2 separate regions of the Triticum aestivum genome follow, and region 2 is linked to region 1. Evidence: chromatin contacts called from public Hi-C data. All regions are on one chromosome and are shown on one strand. Each heading gives the region's core, a stretch centred on a gene start, on an enhancer-like site or on the middle of the called end of the contact. The rest is flanking DNA. Distances are from core to core; before and after follow the strand shown. Region 1 holds the start of LOC123162019 (GATA transcription factor 20). Region 2 holds the start of LOC123156388 (serrate RNA effector molecule).

Region 1 (5,495 bases), core at 1,547-4,046:
CCAGTGATCTGTTTCTACCAGCAGTGTAGCTAGATGTGCTTAACTGCTCCTTCTCTGCATCTGTTTCCTCCCAAATCTGCTTATCCACCCACAAGGCAGCAGCCCCACCACCACTTCTCTCCTTCCCCATGCTTGATCTGGTTGCTCCAGTGATTTGGCTCTTCTCTCTTTTTCTTTGACGGCTGATTGGGCCTTCTTAGTGTTGCTGCAGTAGCCAGGTGTCCCTGCTCTGATGGATCCTGTGGCTGATAATGCTTATGATCTATCCAATGATCCCAGGAGAAGAGCTACATCCGACGATCCAGCTTGGACGCATGGGTTCTGGCCAGATTTAGTGAGGAAGATCTAGCTTGACGGTCCATATGTTCGATTTAGAGAGCTGCACCCAACGTTGGTAACAGTTTATTATGTTAATGCTAGTTGTTAAATCGCCTAATTGGCTACCATATATTATATATGTATGTGTCTAAGGCGTCACCTTGCCTTACGCTTTAGCGCTTAAAAGGTGATGCGCCCCCAGAGCCTCACCTCACCTTACCGCGTTAAAAACATTGATCCTGGAAACCATGTCTAAATCAAGGAGTGTCACACTAATATTGCAACTGACAAGAATCACATCATACTGGTAATGCTTGACACGAGACTAAATAAAGCGACTAGAGGCAATTTATCAATGTTCATACTCCCTCCATTTCAAAATACATTGCATATTAGTTTATCCTAAGTTAAACGTTGTAAAGTTTGACCAAATTTAAAGAATAAATTATCGACATCCACAATACCAAATCAATATCATCACATCCACCATGACATCTATTTTCATATTGTTGACGTCGATGCTTTTCTATAAACTTGGTCAAACTTTACAAATATGCATTTTGAAATGGAGAGAGTATTGAACAAAGTTTTCTAAGAAAAAGCTATGGTTGTGCAGATGTGGTAACACAATCTGATAATTATGAATTGCTATATATGATACGCTACAAATCATTTGGCTCTGGTAAGAACATAGTATCACAGGATATTGCGATCTATGTCGTGATCATGGAAACCATGACTAAAGAAAGAAGTGCCACACTAGTATTACAACTGACAAAAATCGCAGCATAACTGTGATGTTTGACATGGTACACACTAATCAAGCGACCAGAACAACTAGAGGTAGTTAATCAGTCTTCATACTGAACAGAGTTTTTTAAGAAAAAAGCTACGATGTGCATATGTTCCCAAGAAAATCATGGCAAAATAACATGCATAAGGAATGTAGCATATTCCAATGTATATTGTCAAATTTGGCGACTCCCAACACGACAACTTAAAGTATTTCAGACGTTTTCCCCAGACAACATTTGAGACATAATCAACTATACCAACCTTAGTGCAAGTTCTTCCAAACAGTAGTATAACAGATCTTCTTAACAAAGTCCTGCTTTTTCAGCTTCTCCCTAAATCTCATCAACGGTGCCACCAGTGTAGGAAATTCAACATCTGAAGCAGGGTAAATTCAACCTCTGCCGCATGTGAATCATCCAGCACATAACCTTACCAAACATTGTTTATGGACTGTAAAAATAGTCTGTATGGAATTGATGGTGATGCTCCACCACCAATGCCTGGGTTGAGCTCGTTTCCCTGGAGCAGCGAAAGTAAAGCTTCCACCTGCAACAGCAATCAAAGACACTACCACCTTGCAATATCATTCAAGGCTACTGAATCACGTACAAAAGGCAGAGAAGGCAAAATTATACTAATTGCAAACAGCAAGAGACGGACCTTATCAGGGAGTGCAGGGTGCAACACGTCGATCCAACACATCAAGGGTTCAGTGAGCTGGTCGTGCAAGGCACATGGCACAGCCGTATAGACCGTCAGCTTCATTCCCCCCAGCAGCGAAAGTACAGCTTGCAACTGCGACAGCAATCAAAGAAACCACTACCTTGCAATATCATTCGAGGCTAGTAGTAAATCATGTGCAAAACAGGCAGAGAAGACAATTTGCTGACGTCGAGGGATGGACCTTATCAGGGGATACAGAGTCGAATTCGTAGCTCCAGTTCGGGAACCCCATTATGAGCTCAATCCTAGGGACCATCAGCTCCCTTCCCGCGAGCGACAAAAGCACATCTTGCACCTGCGACATCGATCAAATACACTAGCACCTCGCAACATCGTCCGAGACTACTGAATCGCGTAAAAAAGAGGCAAAGAAGACAGTTTGCAGAGAACAAGGGATGGACCTCATCAGGGGTTACAGAGTCGAAATTGCACTCCTCGCCCCGGAAGGTCATGGTGAGCGTGTTGCGCGAGGTGGGCGGTGCAGTCGTAGAGTCCGCCGGATCCAATCGCCCCTGCAGCGAAAGTGCAGCTTCCACCTGCGACACCTTGTCAGGGGAGGCAGACATGAAGATGTGCACAGCGCCCGGGAAGGACAGGGTGAGCATGTTGCAGCCGCAGCCGGAGTAGACGAGCTCCTCGCCCGAGTCCTCGGTGTCCATCGGGACGACCTCCCCGTCGCTGCCGTGCTCATCCTCCTCCTCCTCCTCCATCTCGTCCTCGTACGCGTCCTCCTCCTCCTCCTCCGCCTCCACGGGTGCGAGGTCGTCGAACACCGCCGCCGGCTGCGGGGGGAACTCGGGGCCCCAGAACGACGGTGCCATGGCGAGGGATCGGACCGGATCGGATCGGGCGACGGGGATGGAGATGGGGGCGGATGGATTGGTGTGGTGGGATTTGGATCTGTTTTCGGTGTGGACTGTGGAGTGGCGGAAATGGAAACGTCAACGGGGCGACTGGTCCGTGGGCCTCAGCCGTCCCCGTCTCTCATACGCGTCGCGTCCCCACCCCGTCACCCCACCGTCCCCGCATGTGCCAAAATGCAGTTGCACTTTTTGGAGGATGGAGCGCGCATGTCTCACGTGCTATTTAGCATTAATTATAATTAATAAAGGCATTTTCAATCGAGGGGAGCAGTCCCATGACATACATGGATGTAGAAAGCCGCCATTCAACGTTGCCTGCATACATCCGGCCAACAATTCAAATTAATTGAATGAAATTCGTTCAAACCAGGCGGATTTCATTGAAGTTCGGACATAATTTACATAAAGAAAGGTTGCACTAGAGGGCCATGGCAGCCTTGTCCGGCGGCTGCCTGCCGCTAGCGGAGGAGCTGCTTAGCATCCTGTTGCGCAGTGCATAGTGCCGCTGCGGTCACTGCCGACACGGCTTTCGGAGCCCTGGCGGCTGCCTTGCCGCGGCCGATGTTGGCGGAGCGGAGCGACCCCTGTTGGAAATATGCCCTAGAGGTAATAATAAAGTGGTTATTATTATATTTTATTAATCATGATAAAAGGTTTATTATTCATGCTATAATTATATTGATTGAAAACTTAAATACATGTGTGAATACATAAGCAAATACTAAGTCCCCAGTAAGCCTCTACTAGATTAGCTCGTTGATTAAAAGATGGTTAAGGTTTCCTCATCATAGACATGGGTTGTCATTAATAGCGGAATCACATCATTAGGAGAATGATATGATGGGCAAGACACATTCGTTAGCATAGCATATGATCGTCTAGTTTTTGCTATTGCTTTCTTAATGTCAAATACATATTCCTTCGACCATGAGATCATGCAACTCCCGGATACTGGAGGAATACCGTGTGTGCTATCAAACGTCAAAAAAACATAACTGGGTGATCATAAAGGTGCTCTACAGGTATCTCCGAGGTGTCTGTTGAGTTGGCATGAATCGATATTGGGATTTGTCAATTCGTATAACGGAGAGATATCTCTTGGCCCTCTCGGTAATACAACATCACAAGAATCTTGCAAACAAAATGACTAAGGAGTTAGTTACAAGATAATGTATTACAGAATGAGTAAAGAGACTTGCCGATAACAAGATTGAACTAGGTATGGAGATACCGACGATCGAATCTCGGGCAAGTAATATACTGACAGACAAAGGGAACTGCGTATGTTGTCATAAAGGTTCGACCGATAAAGATCTTCGTAGAATATATAGGAACCAATTGGGCATCCGGGTCCACTATTGGTTATTGACCGGAGAAGCGTCTCGGTCATGTCTACATCATTCTCGAACTCGTAGGGTCTGCACGCTTAACGTTCGTTGACGATATAGTATTATATGAGTTATGTATGTTGGTGACTGAATGTTGTTCGGAGCCCCGGATGAGATCACGGACATGATGAGGAGCTCCAGAATGGTCCAGAGGTAAAGATTTATATATAGGATGAAGGTATTCGGGTTCCAGAATAGTTTCGAAATGCACTAAATATTTAACGAACCACCGGAAGGGGTTCCGGGAGGCCTCGGGGAGTTATTGGGTCAAACGGGCCAAGGGAGGGGGTTGGCGCGCTTACCTCTTGGCCGCCGGCCCTATAGGAAGGAAAGGGGACGCCCAAGGTAGGGCATCCGCCGCCCCCCTACCAACCCCTCCACCCCTAAAGAAGGAAAGGGTGAGGCGCCTAGGGCAGGAGCCCAGGGCGGCCGCCGGCCCCCTTGGGGCATGCCTAGGCAGCCTCCCCTCCCCCCTCCACCTATATATATGAGAGGAGGGGAGGGGGCAACACACACCACGATTCCAAGCCGTGTGTGGCGCCCCCTCTCCCTCTAGTTCGTCCTACGTCCTAAAATGTTGAGCTTGGCGAAGCCCTGCGGAATAGTTTCACCACCCCCGTCACCACACCGTCGTGCTGCCGGAACTCATTTGCTACTTCGCCTCTATTTCTAGATCGAGAAGGCGAGGACATCATCAAGATGACCATGTGCTAAACGCGGAGGTGACGTGCGTTCGGTGCTTGATTGGTACGGATCCCAGAGGTGTACGACTACATCAACCGCGTTGATAAATGCTTCTGCTTAGCGATCTACAAGGGTATGTTGATGCTTTCCCCCTCTTGTAGCTATGCATCTCCATGGATAGATCTTGCGTGTGCGTAGATTTTTTTCATGCAACATTCCCCAACAGTGGCATCATGAGCCAGGTATATGTGTAGATGATATGCACGAGTAGAACACAAAGGAGTTGTGGGCGGTGATGTTCATATTGCTTACCATCAATGTCTTATTTTGATTCGTTGGCATTGTGGGATGAAGCAACTCGGACCAACCTTACATGTCCATGTACATGAGATCGGTTTCACCGACTAACATGCAACTTGTTTTGCATAAAGGTGGCTGGCGGGTGTCTGTTTCTCCCACTTTAGTTGAATCTGATTTGACTACGGCGGTCCTTGCAGAAGGTTAAATAGCAACTTGATAATCACCATTGTGGTTTTGTGTAGGTAAGAACGGTTGTTGCTAGTTGCACGTAGCAACCACGTAAAACTTGCAACAACAAAGTAGAGGACGTCTAACTTATTTTTGTAGGGCATGTTGTGATGTGATATGGTCAAGATGTGATATGATATATGTTGATGTATGAGATAATCATGTTTTGTAGTAAGTTCACGACTTGCATATCGAT
Region 2 (5,495 bases), core at 1,183-3,682, 900 kb before region 1:
TCATGTCTTGAAGTTGTTTTATTTGGGTATAACAAACTTATGTAATTCCATTAGATGGCAATTTAAGAACTACAGGGAGCAAAGTGTGGGACACAGCAACACAATTTAGTTTCTCCTTCTATAGATCTCAACTCCAACAATCAAATCCAAAAAATGACCCACAGGTTTGTTGATGCATCAACATGCAATAGCACAAAAGGAATCAACAGAATATTGAACTGATAAGTTAAAGTTAGACCATGTACACATATAGCACTTATACCAATACATAATAGACTTGGACCATCTAACCTTCTAATGCCCTCAACTATCAAGAATTCTGATTTCCACATCCACATATTCAAATTTCTATGTACTCCATAAGGTATCATGTGTTCTTGAGAAATCATGGATGGTATCATGCAAACAATAAAACAAGTACAATTGCAAAATATGGTGCCAAAACATGACTTTTGTTCTGCACATAAAAAAACTAAATCACTAATTGATGCAGTTTGAATGACACACTATTCACCACGCTAACTGCACCAAATTGCTCTTCCTTGTACAAGACATAATGTATATAATTTATATCCATCAACCTTTAAGAATGACTTTTTGTAGTGGTAAAATGCATGTTCACACCAGGTTGAAAAATATAAGATTTAACTCGACTACTCCAAACAAAATGGGCCATCCATTCATGTCTCTCTTCTGAACAAGTACCAACGAATAAATGAACTTATTGCAGATATGATGAAAATGGCAAAGATGAATATGTTAAAAAAAGGATTAGTGTAAACCGTGTAGCATGAATATCTATGCAAATATGCAAGAAAACTAAAGTAGTGCACAACTACATATATCTCAAGGTTTTTACATGGGATTTTTAATGTAGATTTATGCTCAATATAGGAGCATGCACATCAAAATAGTGGACTATAACATGCAAACAATAAAATAATCAGCAAAGTTGGCCTCATGTTTATTATCTTGAGATAAAAAACTGAGAAATAATTCAAATAAGTCAATGCCCAAACTGCCTGTTGTTAACAGATAAAGAATATTCTCATAAGATTCTCCATTTGACTGCATCCAAAACATACACCAATCCTGCCTTCGAGAGTTTAGCTGCTAGATTACTGGGAGGAGGCCTTTTGTGGTGGTGGTGGTAGTGCTGACTGTAAAAAGAGCACAAGGCTTGCTGGTGGCTAATAAGAGTAATTAGGAATCAAGGATCCAACGTGCATAGAGCCAAGGATCAGTTTGCTTTCGAACATCAAATATGGAGAATTTCTGAGAAGATTCTCTATCTGTTAACTGCGGCTAAGAGCATAGCAGAAGACTTAATTTGCATATTATTTTACAATACTGACAATTCCTACATGTGCCCAGGAGGAAAAATAAGAGTGTCCAGAAACCCAAAAGACTAACCATAATAAGGAAATAAACATGTAGATGTAGGTAATTATATACATATATACCTTTGGGTATTCCCAGGACCATCATTCGGTGCCCCAAATCTAGAATCAGGCCAATCTGGATATCACAATTGAGTTGTCATCAGATTTTCCACTGAATGAACAAGGAGTCTTTTCTAAAGGTAAAAAGAAACGATGAATCATGATAACAAAGTGGTAGATAAATATATGATCAGGTGGTCAAATTTCGAACTGCAACTAAGAGCATCCTAGGATGAAAGCTAATGGTGCAGCCGAGCACTCATAAACTTTTCCCACCGATGGTTTGATGTTGCGTATACTTACTTTTGGAGACTAATTGATAGGATGGAATTCTCAATGAAGGGCAAATCCTCACCTGAAGCACGATGCCTGCCGTGGTACCGGTCATCGTCGTACCCACCTCTGCCTCCGCCACGGTCGTACCTGCAGAAGCAACACCATGAAACCTTACGACCCATCTCGGGAGCTAATCAGGCATCCAGTACGAAAAGCTCGATCAGCGACCGAGCTGAGGACGACGCCCAGAGTCCCACAGCCCCTGGGTGCGTTATCCGTACCGTGGTGGGGGGCTGCCGCGACCTCCTCGGCGGTCGTACCCGTCGTCCCGCCTGGACCGCTTGAAGGGCGGCGACGGGGACCTCCTGGACGGCGGCGAGTGGCGGCGGCGCGGCGGGGGGCTGCGCGAGCCGCGGCGGTCGCGGTCGCGGATGCGCTCGGGGCGCGAGGAGCCGATGGGCGGCGGCGGCGGCAGGGAGGGCCGCGGGGGCGAGCGGCTCCGCTTGCGGGTGGGCGGGGGCCCGCCGGGCGGCGGCGGCGGGGGCGGGGGCAGCGGCACGGGGCGGTCCTCGGGGCTGGGGCTGTCGGGCGGCGGAGGCAGCGGGCGGGGCGGCCCGGAGCTGGGGTCTACGACGTCCGCCATGGGAGGGGCGCTTGGCGGCGGGGCAGCTAGGGTTTGCAAAGCCGAGGAGGAGTGGAGCGGCTGGCGATGGAGCCGAGGGAGGGGGAGGCCGAAATAGGTACTAGGCCGCGGCGCACGAGATAACTAACGGGCAGGGTCGGGTCGGGCTGCAATCGCGAACGGGTTTTACAGTACTCGGGCTCGGATCTTATTTTCTTTTGGTATTGTTATTATTATCCAACGAACGTTCAATTGACAAGGGGTGGCAAGCGAACGTTTTTTTTTCTTGACAAGTTTATATGATGAGACATACTGCCTCTGTATTAGTGTCAGAAAATGTCTTATGTTATATTTTGACATAGAGGGAAGAGCGGGCTTTTTTCTTTCTGGGTGTGCTACGTGTCCGCCTGCTGATCTTTTTAAAAGATCGGTCGGCTCGTGAGCTGTCAAATCTGATGCTCCACCATTGCAATACAGTTCTTGCAGGTTTGTTTTTGCAATAGATGCCTTGTTGCAAAAAAAAATTCTGTCTTCACCTTTTTACAACATAACTGATGTTACGAGAATAACTTTCCAAACATTGGTGATGTTGCACAAAATTTTGAGTGGAATCATGAGGAGTGGAGGACACATGTCCGAGACGCGGACGAAAGCCAAGAAATTAATCAGTCGATTGAGGAGAATCGTTTCCTCTTTTGCAGCAATTTTTTGTCTTCTTTTCTATAAATTGCTATGTGTTTCTGAAGAATATGCCATTATTCTCTCACAACGTAAATTGTCAGGAAAAACGTTTGCAATTGCCACCCTTTTCCAACTGACGTTCCTCATATAAGAGGGGCCTTTCTTTTCATGCTCTTGTGGATGCCCACTAGCGGTAGCCTTGTGCCAGTCAATGGCGAAGCAATGAAATATTCCGGACGTCCGGCGTCTAGTGCACATTGGGCCGGAGTGGCTCCTTCATGTGCTCGCTGACTTGTCCGAAGAGGAACTGATGTATACGCTCATGATGATGCTGGCACGTCGGGAATGAGATTGTCCACGACAAACCACCACCTCTTGTGGAAGCCTCAACTAGGTTCCTAACTAGCTACATCAACTTTCTTCTGGCCATTGAGGTGAATCCCCAAGGTGATCATGTCAAAGGAAAGATGGTGGTTGTGCCCCATCAACTTTCTCTTCTTCCCGTGAGCTACGGCTTTGTGCATCCCCGCTAGAGTCAGAGCTAGCTGCTTGTTTGGAGGGCATCTCCTTTGCTTCCCAGTGACGTGTTGCCAATTGTGATTCAAATGGATTGCCTCGACGTGGTAAAGCTGAAGGAGTAGATGACCAGTTGAAGCATATGATGACGGTTCGAGAGATTGTTGCTCTTCTTTAGGATCGTGGTGAATTCTTAGTCAAGCATGTTAGGAGAGAACAAAACGTTGTTAGTCACTTTTTAGCAAACTTTGATCAAATTAAGAGGCGCACTGCAGTGTGGCTTCGATCACGTCCGAACAAGGTCCCAACACTACGTAGTGCAGACTTGTCTGTTTCTTGATGAACGAATTCACCTTTTCCTCGCCAAAAATAAAAATAAAAAAATAGGGTCCTTTCTTTTTGGATATGGACAGTGGAGACGGTGATCTTTTTTTATTATTATTTCCTGCCGACTCGGCTGTATGTCCAGCACCAGGGGAGATATGTCGTTCTGTATTTATTATTACTAGCAAAAGAGCCCGTGCGTTGTAACGGGAGAGAAAACATAACACACACTTTTAACTCTACAACATCACTCGAGACCACAATAAGTCCATCTCCTTTATTTTTGCGAGGCATCATATTTGTGTTGCCGCTTATCCTCCTTCTCACCCTCGCCGACGATGACCTCGGTGTTCACACAAAACAACAAAAAATGTGTGTTGAATATAGTTAATCCTAAGGCGTCTCTCTCTCCCTCTCTCCTCCCTCTCCCTCTCTCTCTCCCTCCCTCTCTCTCTCTCTCTCTCTCTCTCTCTCGCTTTCTCTCACTCTCGCGATGAGAAATCTGTTGTTTTCCTTGCGACATTTTTCAGAGGTATGCGCATGTAGTTATCGATGTTTTCTTTTCCGTATATGGTTATAGTGGGGTGTTTATTTGCAATCAGGATCGCCACCGGTATGAAAAAAAACGGATCTTGTGCTATAAATTATATGTTTGCTTCCATAAAAATATTTTAAAAATATTTAACAGGTAAAATTAACATCATATTTAGATTCCACACATTTTTCTAATAAAATTTCATATATAATATGTTAAAATCGAAGTTACGGTTTAAAAGATACAGATAATTTAGGAAATCATTTGGTTTGACTCAAATATATTCCAAAATAATATTTAAAATACTTAACAGGTAAAAATAATCTCATATTCATATTCTACATATTTTTCTAATCAAATTTCATATATAACATGTTCAAATCGAAGTTACGGTCTAAAATATATGGATGATTTTATAAAGCATTTGTTTGACTTAAATATGATCCGCGGATGAATTACCTAAAACATCTGGGGGGGTTTGAAAAATATATAATAACGGTTCGGGTGTGACTTAAATCCGGACGATGGGTTGGTTTTAAGAAAAGACAAAGGCTTTTGTGTAAAATATGAAAATAACGATTTGTTTTAACTTAAACAAGACTGCGGGTTGAATTCTCTGAAATAGAGGGACTTCTCTAAAAAATGCCATGACAGATGAAAGAAACATGTTTAAATCGGAGTTACGGTCTAAAATATATGGATGATTTTATAAAGCATTTGTTTGACCTAAATATGATCCGCGGATGAATTACCTAAAACATCTGAGGGGTTTAAAAAATGTAAAATAACGGTTCGGGTGTGACTTAAATCCGGACGGCGGGTTGGTTTCAAGAAAAGACAAGGGCTTTTGTGTAAAATATGAAAATAACGATTCATCTTAACTTAAAACAAGACTGCGGGTTGAATTCTCTGAAATAGAGGGACTTCTCTAAAAAATGCCATGACGTACGAAAGAAACCCAATTTGCTTTATTATTAGGTAAAGATAAAGATAAAGATTATTTTTACATAAATTCTGCACTCAGCACACATCACAGAACTCAGTAACAGACACTAGGTTGCTTCAGCATGGGTTAAAACGACTACTTTGATATCATCTG

What was found. A called contact is a pair of places that touch in the nucleus more often than the background predicts.
Region 2: a Hi-C map of leaf shows a contact between it and region 1, with 6 times the contacts expected there. The contact joins the promoter of LOC123156388 here to the promoter of LOC123162019 in region 1. A contact is called at or near these places in 3 of 5 Hi-C or Micro-C datasets (leaf and an unstated tissue).

Annotation. Positions count from the first base shown.
Region 1 is chr7B:579,114,804-579,120,298 of IWGSC CS RefSeq v2.1, reverse strand. LOC123162019 (GATA transcription factor 20) reads right to left here and starts at 2,796. Exons shown (of 6, transcript XM_044579832.1): 1 at 2,238-2,796; 2 at 2,018-2,131; 3 at 1,774-1,908; 4 at 1,375-1,659. The coding sequence starts at 2,657. The coding sequence ends at 1,543.
Region 2 is chr7B:580,015,379-580,020,873 of IWGSC CS RefSeq v2.1, reverse strand. LOC123156388 (serrate RNA effector molecule) reads right to left here and starts at 2,432. Exons shown (of 12, transcript XM_044574517.1): 1 at 2,000-2,432; 2 at 1,798-1,865; 3 at 1,464-1,518. The coding sequence starts at 2,361. LOC123156100 (GATA transcription factor 20) reads right to left here. Exons shown (of 7, transcript XM_044574268.1): 7 at 5,343-5,495.